Regions from separate parts of the Mus musculus genome. Here region 2 is linked to region 1. Evidence: chromatin contacts called from public promoter capture Hi-C data. All regions are on one chromosome and are shown on one strand. Each heading gives the region's core, a stretch centred on a gene start, on an enhancer-like site or on the middle of the called end of the contact. The rest is flanking DNA. Distances are from core to core; before and after follow the strand shown.

Region 1 (6,064 bases), core at 2,152-4,651:
CAAACGGCAGAGGAAGTGACATCTTCAGGGTGACAATAAATTAAGATTATACTTACCCTTAGTTTTTGCTAGTCAACCATTTTTCCTCATCTTTCTCTCTAACTCCATACATTCCAGACTGTTCAATGGATTTGTAATAAACTGTGGAAACAAAGTACTGTCATTTATAAAATTACACAAAATTTAAACTTATAGTGAAAGAATTCTTCCATATTGCTACATAGCAAACGAAAGGACAGCGGGGCTCCATGTCCACACGGGAGCTGTAACCACTCTCCAGACCTCTGTGATGGGCTGCTTGTCCGGGACCAGGTACCATGCTTAGGCTAAGTGCATGATGTCACTGTGGTCAACTCTAACTATCAGGGTCAGCGTTGGCTCTCCCCAAGAGAAAGCAGTATCTCTGAGAACATAGTACACCGGAGGAAAACAGTCTTTACAGCAGTAACTATGGTTTGTGCCCGTCCCAACCCTTAGGTCTCGCTCTGGAATCTATAATCTTAACCACTGAACGAATGAAAACTCCAGCTGGCACGTGGGGTATATAACTCAGTGACAGCACTTTTGTCCATTGTTTATAAAGCCTGCAGGTTGATCAGTAAACAGGGGAATAAGGATTAAAACAAGAGCTAGCTGTTCTCATCTAAGTAATAGGTGTGAGTCCTTACTGTGTGGTCCCAGGAAGCAACTAGTGTTTGAAACCAATAACAAAATAAGGTCACTTGCTCTAAAGTTGTAAAAACATCACAGAATCTATAGGTTGTTTCACACTTGAATTTTTACTTGAAGAAAAACATACCTTCCAAAATGAATGGAAATTTCTTGCTCATTGTTTGTCTGAAATCTGATATTAAAAAAAAATCACTGTATTAACATATTAAACAACAATTTAGTATATTAGTGTCTATTAGCATTTTGTACTAAGGTCCATCTACTAATCCAAGAAGTAAATCTTACAGGATAGTATACAAATTACATTCATCTTAAAATATAGCCTTTATCGTTTTGTTTGGTTTTTGTTTTTCAAGGCAGGGTTTCACAGTAGCCCTAGATGTCCTGGAAATCACTGTAGACCAGGTTGGCCTCGAACTCACATAGATCCACCTGCCTCTGCCTCCCGAGTTCTGGGAGAGGTGTGCACCATCACTGCCCACAGCGGTGTTAGCTTTTTCTACAAGTAAGTATGACGGGCAGGCTGAGCTGCCTCCACCCATTCCGTTCAGTTCTGAGCCAGAATAGGGACGTCTGTTCTACCCTTCCCAGGTAAAACCCAGACACTCCTAGTCTGCAGGTACAATAACAGCCTCGCTCCCCTCCTGCCCATAAAAACGTCCGATACCTTCAGTCTCAAGAAACATTTTTGCCCAGAAATGTCACCAACATTGAGTGCATCCCCTGCTAGAAAACAATTGCTGAGCTGAGTTTACCTTGGCTGGAGTGCATCTTTTTAAACAGACAGTAAGCTCCAGCGACACCCACAAGCTCAGCTGCTAGCACTCCTTTAAAGATCTTCCTCGCCAGCGGTTCCATGATCCGAGCCATCCTACATTAACAACATGGATGGATGAGCATGTTTAGATTTCTGTTGCCACATCTATAAAGAAAAACCTCCACCCCCAGTCTCAGTGCTTGTATGAACCTCAAGGGTAGTATGTGTTTCGTTTAGACATTCCTACATGCAGTTTCCGATCTCCATGCCTAAGGAGTGTGATAAACCACAGAAATTCTGAGAAGGTATAGAGCTCTTTACAAAGCAAAACTGGAGGAACTAAGGCTTTTTAGTGTCTGTTAGAGAGAAACTTTTTAGCTGACCTAGGAATTATAATACAGTCTAATAATAGGAACAGCATTGGAAGGCCCTTTTGGAGACTGCCCTGCAAGAGGAAGGTACTTTTGTTAAGTTGCACCACAGTTCATGCCTTTCCTAGACGGATATGAAACCAGACGGTAGCAAACCAGTCTTGGCTCTAAGGCAGTCTCAGTGTTGGAACACTTCAATGCACCATCCCCAAAGCAGCGTGCGTTCCTAAGCCTTCAGACCACTTCCCAGTCCCCAGATCCTGATTCAGCAAGACTAGGGTGGCAGGCACCCCAGTAATCCCCCCCCCCCCCGTGAAGTCACTCCAGGTTTTATACAAAGCCCTGGCCCATGGGGGAGAAGTTGACTGGTGGTGACCCAGTCCATGGCAAAGCTTCGAGTAACTGAAGTCTTCCCCCCTGTACGCAGAGACAAACCGAGAACGGGAGCATGCAAGCTATTAGCATGAGTAGTAGGCTCAGTTTCCAACAGTCAAAAGAAGGTGTCTTTGAAGAACCGTTATCCAGTAAATAAGGTTTTGTCTTGCTAAATATGCAAAAGGTAGCTCAGGCTTTATAACTAACTCCCTATAACCCCAAACTACTAAGCTTTTGATCTAATATTCTGATATTTTCCCACTGCTCAATGCTGAGACAGGCTGTTCTTTAATGTTCAGGATCAGCCAGTCCTTTCCCCTGCTTTTACGTCCCTTTCATGGTATCTAAGCATGAAAATAATTAAACACTATCAGGATTCGCCTTGGACTCTGTTACCATGTGTCCCTCCTCCAACGTTCGTTTTTCACTTTAGTAATGGGAATTACTCAGGGACCAGAAAAAAAAAAAACTGTATTATTCTCATTTTTAAAACGAAGCAAATAAAAAACTGGGGAGGAGGCAGAAGGGACAGCTGTGTTCCTCGATTTCCCAGTACTCTGCTAAATCACTGACGGTCCCGCTCAGTTCTAAGTTCTCAAGGGCGGTTTTAAGGTTTCAGGGCGAGGACAGGGCACACCTGCCTGCATCCTGTTCCACAACTTACGGGATCTGAGCGAAATCTTTTTTGATTGGAAGAGAGTGATGCTAAGATATCAAACAGTCCAAATAATGATATTAATAAAACACTTAATTTCTTAAAAACTGATGGACGTGCCACATTCCAAAGCCCTGCGCTTCGGGACTTGTCTACTTAATAATAAAGCACGTTTGTCACCAGAGACACACTGTCCAGACAAGATGGCTCAGGGAGACCAAAGACCACGGAGCCTTGTTGCACAGGAGCGCCTGGGGCTGCAGCGCAGGAGAAGCAACCCTGCGTGTGCTCCAGTGTAGGCCCGAGGGAGGAAAGGCGGCGCTGCGACCGGGGGCTGCTGCCCTGCAAGGATCCAACAGCGAGCACCCAGCCTTACCCGGGGTCCTGGTCCCAGCATGCGTCGCGGCTCGGCGACCCGGAAACGCTCGCGCTCCTGCGCCTGCGGGGCGGGCTCGCTCGAGTGTTCCCCACACCCAAGAATGTCACAGACCCCACGCGCCACACATTGGGGAACAGAGGACAAGAAACACTGCCCGGTCCTTACCTGAGGCCTCCGCAACCCGACTGCGCAAGCGCACGGTCTTAGCGCCACGCCCCCAGCTTTAGCCACGCCCCACAGAGGAACCTGACCTAACTAGCTGTGGGAAGCTGGTATCGTTTAGGCAAGGTTATCCTGCCCGCGGTCACACCCAAGTAAAAGAATTCACATTTGAACCCAGGACACCATCTCCAAACTCTGCACATGGATCGTCTCTCCCACTCTAAACCCAAAATGTATCAGAACGGGAACAACCCATCGCCAGAGAGTGGCCAGAAAAGTGGGACCCTAAATTGGGATTTGCCCTTTAGCCAGGTTCCTAGACAATTCCTTTACACATTAAAGGTGAGAAGCGCTGTGCCTAGGTGCTGCCCAATAGTCAAGAAGAGGGCTGACCTAAGGGAAGGAAAGATAGGAGATGGGGCATAGGAATGCCTAAAGAGGGACCACGTGCATGACAAAGCCTGGAATGTCAGACTATATCCACTTTTATTAAAATGCAGTCTGTCCTCAGAGATCCACAGCCAGGGCTGCACGGAGAAACCCTGTCTCAAACAAGCAAACACAGGAAGCTATGAATGCTGCCCAACAAAACGTTCAAGGTAAACATAATGGAAATTGGGGGAGGGGGAGTGGCTTGGCTTGGCTTAGCTTAGCTTGGCTTGGCTTGACTTGGCTCACTGGTACAGCTAACTGTGCAACACTTATGGATCTTGCATCTTCGATTCCCTGTTCCTGTTGGTTCCGACTGTTGATTCGAACATCTGGACATGTCACTGCTGTTGCTAACCTGACTCTACAGAACTGTATCCATGAGGTGTTTGCCAGTGGATCCAACTACCGCTGCCTGCTAACCTGTGAACTGAACTGATTTCCAGACAACACAGAAGGGAGTTGCTCCAAAGAACCTTTCTAAACAGTTCCACTTCCCCCCCCCCCCCCGTATCCTTTCTTTCCCACTACCTCTGGTGAGTGGTGGGTTACAAGGAAGGTTAAAGTGTTTAAAAACCATCATTAAAAATGGAATTTGAGGGCTGGAGAGATGGCTCAGTGGTTAAGAGCACCGACTGCTCTTCTGAAGGTCCTGAGTTCAAATCCCAGCAACCACATGGTGGCTCAAAACCATAATGAGATCTGACGCCCTCTTCTGGTGCATCTGAAGACAGCTACAGTGTACTTACATATAATAATAAATATTTTTTTTTAAATGGGATTTGGAAAAATTAAAGTTACACCAGGGAGTACAAGTGTCAAAAAGATTATAAGGATTCAACAAGGTGCAAGGTGTGGCCTTGTTGAAGGAAGTGTGTCACTGGGGGTGTGATTTGAGGTTTCAAAAGTCCACACCAGACCCAGTCTTTCTCTTTGCCTATGGATCAGACTGTAGAGCTCTCAGCGACTTCTCCAGCTCCACCAAGTAGACAGTAAATTACCTCTGAAACTGTAGGTCAGCTCTCAATTAAGTCCTTTTTCTTTATGAATTGCCTTGGTTGTGGTGTCTCTTAAGAGCAATAACGCAATGACAAAGACATGGCTCAACTAGCCATTTTTATTAGTGGTCTTTTTGACAAATGCAATGTCATCCAAAAATGATGTATTTAGTGTCCTTAGAAGACACAACTAAATCAAGGAACTTATATGGCGCAATAAAATATATGTTAAGCCCATTTTCTTTGTCCACCATCAATATATCTCCTTTGGTTGATACCCCATTAATGGCAGGTAAAAGAGAGAAACACATTTGTAAAACCAATAGAAGAGGATGCAAAAGCCACCCTGTGCTTACATGTAATGGAGTATCATTATACAGCACATCAAGAACATGTATGCACAAAAGCATGACAAATGTATGTTATGAAAATCCTCAAAACCGTGGGTTTCATGGAATGAAGGAATAAATAAGCACCAGTCCCAGGAGTTCTTTTAAAACATTGACACTGACTAAAACTAAATCATTTACTTTTCATAAATAAGATGACAAAGTTAAAACCAAATGATAAACAGATTTTATTACTTGAGACATGTGATCAAGTTGCTTATGGTCTCAAAACTGAATTTACTGCGGAACTTGATGAGGCAAGCTACCATACAGATTTAGCATTCTTACCAGGGATCCCCCTAAGTGAACCATGTGGAGCCAGGATCGCTGCAAAAAGCAAGAGGAATTTATTGTTCCAGTGCACTGGGGTCATCCCAGACCCGAAGGACAGGCAGCAACCACCATCACCAGTTAGGCTGTTTTTATAAGGTTTCCAGGGGCAGAACAGAGCATTAGCAACTCGGCACAATATGATTGGCAGAACAGTGCACCCTTTAAACTGATTAGTCTTTAGGGAATGAGGTGACAAGGACTTCACCTTGTTTGAAAGTGAGCAACAGTCAGTCCTGCGGAATGTGTCCCCACCCACCCACAGGTCCGTTGCTACCCTGTGGTCTAAGAAATGCTAATTAGCTTCTCCCTTGTCTGGGGGGTGGGGGGGCTTGGGGGGGGTGGAGGGGTGTCATAACCTTCCCAAAGTTCCTGAGCTGACCTTTTCACTACAAGAATTTGAGTGGCTAGAGAGATGGCTAGGCAGTATAGAGTACTTGTTTTTCTTGCAGAGGACTTGAGTTCAATTCCCAGCGCCCAAGCAACCCTAGTTCAACAACTCTAGCTCCAGGTGATCCAATGTTCTCTTCTGACCTCCAAAAGCAGC
Region 2 (5,953 bases), core at 2,357-4,856, 420 kb before region 1:
TTTCCGCACCACAGCTTGCTTCCAGCTGTAGCTCTTCTCTGTTCTTCCAGAGTGTTGGTACCCCATCCTTAGTCTTATCTCCCCATCAGTAAGAATGCTTTCTAATGAGGCGTATCACTTATTAAATGATAATGTCCAGCCTTCTTCTTTAGGGATAGTCATTTAATTTTGTTTGTATGCAGATCTCAATAAATCACTGTCAGTGTTGTTAATGTGCATTCAAAGCAAAGAATATAATTTTAAAACAGACCCAGTTGGTCCTATGCTGCTTGCAAGTTTTTTAAGTTGTATGTGTATGTGTGAGTGCCTGCACATATGTATGTGTATTACACACATGGCTACTACCCATGGAGGTCAGAGAGCCATCGGATCCCCTGAAGGTGCAAGTGGTTGTAAGCCCCCATATGGGTGCTGGGAACTTAACCCAGGTTCCCTATAAGAACAGCGAAGTCTTCTAACCACTGAGTATGTCTCTAGTCCCTTGACATCAGTTTTGAGAAGAGAGGGAAATGAAGATCTCAGATGTGTTCAGAAAACCATGTCCGTAGCTATGTTTTTAAAAGATTATTTATTTACTTATTTATTTTTATGTATGTGAGCACACTGTCTCTGTCTTCAGACATGCCAGAAGAGGGCATCAGATCCCATTACAGATGGTTGTGAGCCACCTTGTGCTTGCTGGGAATTGAACTCAGGACCCCTGGAAGAGCAGCCAGTGCTCCTAACCACTGAGCCATCTCTCCAGCCCCTGTAGCTATGTTTAAAAAGTAGGGATGATTTAGCTTAGGGGCTAAGTACCCCTTTTTCTGTTTTCCCCTGAACTAAGAACTAAGGATTTATTAGTGAATCCCTGCAGAGATTAGAGTTCTTAACACAGTTAGTAGAAGGAAGTAAGTTGGGCTTTCCGTGGGAGCTGGCCTTGCCTTTATCTCCAGGCACGGGAGGGAGTAATATTCTGGGGAGTGGCAGGCCTGAGTGGGCCCTGGAGGCTGGGAGATGACAACCTGCTCTGGTGTCTTTTCCAGGTTTCTCTGAGCTGTGGAAGGGACTCGATAATGTAACTGGCTCTCCGGAAAGACCCGCGTGGCCCTGCGCTGAGCAAGATCTCCAAGACCCTGTCTCGTTTTTAGAGCCACTTGAGAAGAAATGATGTGACAATTCTTATGAAAAAGGACGTTTTGGAAGTGTAGGATACCCGTGCAGAAGGTCACTCTTTCCCTGGTCTGTGAAATAGACATTCTCAAATTCCAAAATGCCTGCCAAGACCCCAATTTACCTGAAAGCGGCTAACAACAAGAAGGGAAAGAAATTTAAACTGAGGGACATTCTGTCCCCTGATATGATCAGTCCTCCCCTGGGGGACTTTCGTCACACTATACACATCGGCAAAGAGGGCCAGCATGACGTCTTTGGGGATATTTCCTTTCTTCAAGGGAATTATGAGCTCTTGCCGGGAAACCAAGAGAAGGCACACTCTGGCCAGTTCCCGGGGCATAACGACTTCTTCCGGGCCAACAGCACCTCGGACTCAATGTTCACAGAAACACCCTCCCCGGTGCTCAAAAATGCCATCTCCCTCCCCACCATTGGGGGATCCCAGGCTCTGATGCTGCCCTTATTGTCCCCAGTGACATTTCATTCCAAACAGGAGTCCTTTGGGCGTCCTAAGTTGCCAAGGCTCAGCTGTGAGCCTGTCATGGAAGAGAAAGTTCAGGAGCAAAGTAGTCTGTTAGAGAATGGGGCAGTCCACCAGGGAGACACCTCGTGGGGCTCCAGTGGTTCCGGGTCTCAGTCCAGCCAGGGCCGCGACAGCCACTCCTCCAGCCTGTCGGAACAGTCCTCCGACTGGCCCGCGGACGACATGTTTGAGCATCCTGCCTCCTGTGAGCTTGTGAAGTCAAAGACTAAATCAGAAGAGTCCTTCTCTGACCTGACCGGCTCCCTGCTCTCCCTGCAGTTGGATCTTGGGCCTTCACTTTTGGATGAAGTCCTGAATGTCATGGATAAAAATAAGTAGCCAGGAGTCAGCTCTTTTTCTTGGGAGTAAGAGGTACCAAAATAAGCAGAAAACAAAAAAATCAACTAACCACAGCTGATGGAAAGAGCTGCTCTGACTGTTTTTATTTGCAGCCATGTGATGCATTTTCTAAAATAACGCTCCTGTTCCTACAAAATATTTTTTTAACCATCATGCCCTGTTTGCAAAAATTTTGAAAACAATAATTTTTAAAAATTAAAAAAAACAAAACAAAACAAAAAAACCTGTTCTGGCAAAAAAGAAAAAAAAAGAAAAGAAAAAGGAGGAAGTGAGTCAGAGCTCATTTTCAACAGGCATTGCTGATGCTCATACATGCTCAGTTTTGTTTGTAGACATGCAGAAATCCAGGCTGTCTAAGAGGGCTGGGTCCATGGGTCTCTCCAAGGCAATTCATTGCATGTTATGAGAAGGAAACTTACTTATTTGGCACCTACGCCTTTTTTTCCTAGCCTTTTTTGTATATTGTATCTTTTGGGTTCACCACAGCGAAGTCTCCAGCGTTATGATTTTACTCTTTGCATATTCGAGCAACCTTACAGGATTTGGGATTTTTTTTCCTTGTGGTTTTTATATATCCCTGTATATTATTTCCATGTTGCAAAAGTTTGACTGTCAGCTACATGTTGGTTAAAAACAAGCAAGGTATTACTGTAACTAAGTTATTTTTAAAGTTGAAATATATTTTTATGTGCCTTTGGCTTTTTATTGCAAAGTCTACATTTTATACATAATACATCAAGTGTTATTTGTCGTGTTTCCATTCGGGCTTCCTTGCAAGCTACGCGTGTGTATTTGAAAACAAAACCAGCCCAACCCTATGCGTTATCAGCCTGACCCTGTTGCTCGGGTGTTACCTCCTCCCAGTAGGAGGCACAGGGTGATGCTTCTGTGGAGACTGGAGGTGAGGTAGGTATTTAAGGACAGCTCATGTTCACATTACTTGGGTACATCATACCACGCAATAAAGAGTAAATGCTAAAATGAACGTGTTCATTTATAGTCATAAACAAGAACCGAAAAGATTTTAAGACCATCTAGTAAAAGTCCTAAAATGTACCCACACCTTTAACATAAGCCAAGAGATGACTGCAGTCTTGACTTTTTTACAAGTTTGGTTCTAGAAATAGGAACACTTAAGAGAAATGAACATGGGCAATCATTGTGTTATTGTTGTTGTTGGCTTATACAAACCTGCATGCTGAGAGAGAGAAGAGAGGAAGAGAGTGAGGGGAGGAGATAGAGAGGGAGGGGAGAAGTGGAAAGGGGGGGAGAGATTGAGATTGAGGTGAGAGGATAGAAAGAGAGGTGAGAGGATAGAAAGAGGAGCGAGAGGAGAGAGAAGAAAGAGAAAGAAAAGAGAGAAGAGAAGACAGAGATGGGGGAGGGGAGCTAAGACTATAAGCCTTTGCCACAGGGCCACCAAAGCCCTGTGCATGCCTGTCTTCAAGGTTGGCTACAGCATTTTATCCTGTAAGACAAAGGCTCCCTTGCTGTGTAGGTCCTACAGACACAGAAGCTTCAGAGGACCACTCAAGGGCCCTTCCCCTTTGCAAGATGCCCTGAGGAGATTGGTTAAGGAACCCAGAACAGGAAATTGCACACAGATTCCTGTCTATCTTTAGGCGCCCCTCCTGACTCTGAGCTTTGTTGCCAACAGGGAGTGCCAGCTCCCTCAGCTTGATGTATCCCTAGGGCACCTTCACCAAGGCAGCAGCAGGGACTCTGGCCTGGGGTTTAGAGTTCTTGGACTTCAATCATATAATGCATGGGATAACCTTTGAACGTAGGAAGTGAGATCCACTTTGGGTGGCTAACCAAACAGAGTAAATCGTTTCCCCTAGAGCGTTGAGTCTATTAAGCAACCCCAAGTCCTGCATCTCCACTCTGCTTCTTCCCAGTGTTCCTTTCTGTGGGATCACACTCAGTCATGGGTCAGAAACTTCTTAGACTTTCTAAGGCCAAGTTGCACGAGCTCATTTTTTTGTAGCTGGTGTCAGCCAAACTCTCTTAACACTTTCCCATCTTAATTACTGATCATATTCAGTCTCACTGTACCCTTTGTCTGCTGTATGACTTCCGGGAAAGAGGGAGGGATTTGTCTCCATCTTTTTTGCTGCCTTTCCAGCCATGGTGGAGAACGGCTCTGGTAAAGTCTCATCTTCTGCATCCCTCACATGTCTACCCACTTGACTTTTCCAAACTAAACTCCATATTCTCCAAAATCCATACTCTGTCCGGACCAAACAACTAAAACACAGACACCTTCAAGTACACTTGTAGGTATACTTGACATAGCAAAAAATTCGCTCCTATTATAAGAAAATGGCCTGGTCCAGTCTCTTGAACAGGTGCCCAAGTGGCAGTTAACTTTCTGTCCTACAAAGAGGCACTTTAGACTCTTACCTGCTGAGAGCTGATTTGATGTTCTCAAGCTGTGTCTCCATCCTACTTACATCCTAATTTATCTTCACTTAATTTAAGGAATTTAAGGAAACCCAAATGGACTTCATTTGTAAACTAAAAATGAGTGACAAGCCACCTGTGTGTGACCCACATACCAAAAATATGTCATCATTTGCATAAGTAGTGACCCTTTTAAAGTAGGCAAAGTTTTGTTTTTTGTTTTGTGTGTAGGTAGATGTCTGTTTTCATGGACAGTAAGACCTAACAAACTATATTTTCCATCCAAAAATTACATGCTAAAAATAATATCAGAGTCCTTTGCTCCTCATAATATACAGTCATTAATCTCAGTGGGCCAGCATCACTGTCAACAAGCACATAGAGGACAATTGGTTGAGCAGGAAGGAGAACCAGAAACCCAGGATACAGCCTCAAGCTAGGTCTTTTCACTGAAGGCCACTGCAAATACTGTACATCATGGAATGGTGCTGACCTGGGAGTCTGTGAATTAACTTGATAACTATTTTAGAAAATAAAAAAACCAAAAAAAAAGAGCATATGTTATATTTCTAGTCTTCCCATTAATGCCAAGCTGGGATGACTGAGCCATTTTGCTTTGAGCTTCAGCAACAATAAAGCAGCTCAGGATGCTGCCCTCTTTGCAGTGAGTCTCACTTTGGGAATTTATACTGGCAACCTAGCCCCAGACAAAACCCTCCGGTTTAGGATTGGCCTCCTAGACTATGAATGGTAAGCAACTAAGGTATATAAATAGACCACTGTGTCCCATGCCCTTGGTGTAAATATAATACAACTGTCCTGTGTCCCCACCCGTACTCTCAGACTAGATCCAGCACAACAAGAGAACATTCTCAATGTCACACCACATGGTGAGCCACCCGAAGACCTCTTTAAGCTGTATGAGACTCAAGAAAGCTGTGTTGCTGAAAAGTAGCCATACATATTAATTCGTGGTGCTGAATAAACAAGATGCTTGCTTTGTAAGCGAGTAAATGGTCACTGCTCAACATACTAACACAGTTGATGGATCCAACGCTGCCCAAAGGGTCACTCATTTTATTCTGAAAGCACACTGTTTTATCCAAGGAACTTTTCACCTGAGAATGGTTGCCATGTTATGCTTCAAGCGAGGAAGTCCAAATGCTCCTAGCTTGACTCATTGGGTCATCCTTCTCTAGTGAATTACTGCAAGGAACATCACGTGAAGGAATGAAAACTCTTATGGAGTGATCTGTAACAATGGAATCTGTTCTATAGTCACTGTGTTGCAAACTAACACAGGTGATAGAAAACGTCTGCCTGAATGGAAGCCGTCACACAGCGTAGACTGCATACTTCTGACACTCACAGTGGAGGTAGGGGTACTAGCATCCATGAGAAAACTAGCAAGTGGAATAAATGAATTAGGGTGTTGTGCTCACCATAATAAAATCACTATTGGGGTAGGCCATAGGGCGTGCACTGAAGTTTGTTGCCAAAAGGATTGCTGTG

The links. Promoter capture Hi-C pulls out the DNA fragments that hold promoters and counts their contacts.
Region 2: a contact with region 1 is called in a promoter capture Hi-C map of neutrophils, with 4 times the contacts expected there. The contact joins the enhancer-like site here to the promoter of Cebpzos in region 1. A contact is called at or near these places in 1 of 39 promoter capture datasets (neutrophils), 2 of 115 datasets of contacts at active chromatin or transcription factors (embryonic stem cells and pro-B cells) and 3 of 9 other capture datasets (adipose tissue, liver and macrophages).

What each region holds. Positions count from the first base shown.
Region 1 is chr17:78,913,836-78,919,899 of GRCm38.p6, reverse strand. Cebpzos (CCAAT/enhancer binding protein (C/EBP), zeta, opposite strand) reads right to left here and starts at 3,401. Exons shown (of 5, transcript NM_001177403.1): 1 at 3,207-3,401; 2 at 1,428-1,543; 3 at 800-844; 4 at 57-141. The coding sequence starts at 1,542. The coding sequence ends at 59. It overlaps Cebpz (CCAAT/enhancer binding protein zeta), which reads left to right. Exons shown (of 16, transcript NM_001024806.2): 16 at 1-897. The coding sequence ends at 19.
Region 2 is chr17:79,330,789-79,336,741 of GRCm38.p6, reverse strand. It overlaps Cdc42ep3 (CDC42 effector protein (Rho GTPase binding) 3), which reads left to right. Exons shown (of 2, transcript NM_026514.3): 2 at 1,026-3,019. The coding sequence starts at 1,253. The coding sequence ends at 2,017. Among named protein-coding and RNA genes, the nearest start is that of Gm17315, 21 kb to the left of the region's middle. Within about 2 kb of position 3,606, at least 26 of the 459 cell types and tissues checked have an H3K27ac peak or open chromatin away from gene starts, as enhancers often do. A contact at or near this core is called in neutrophils, where this site is marked.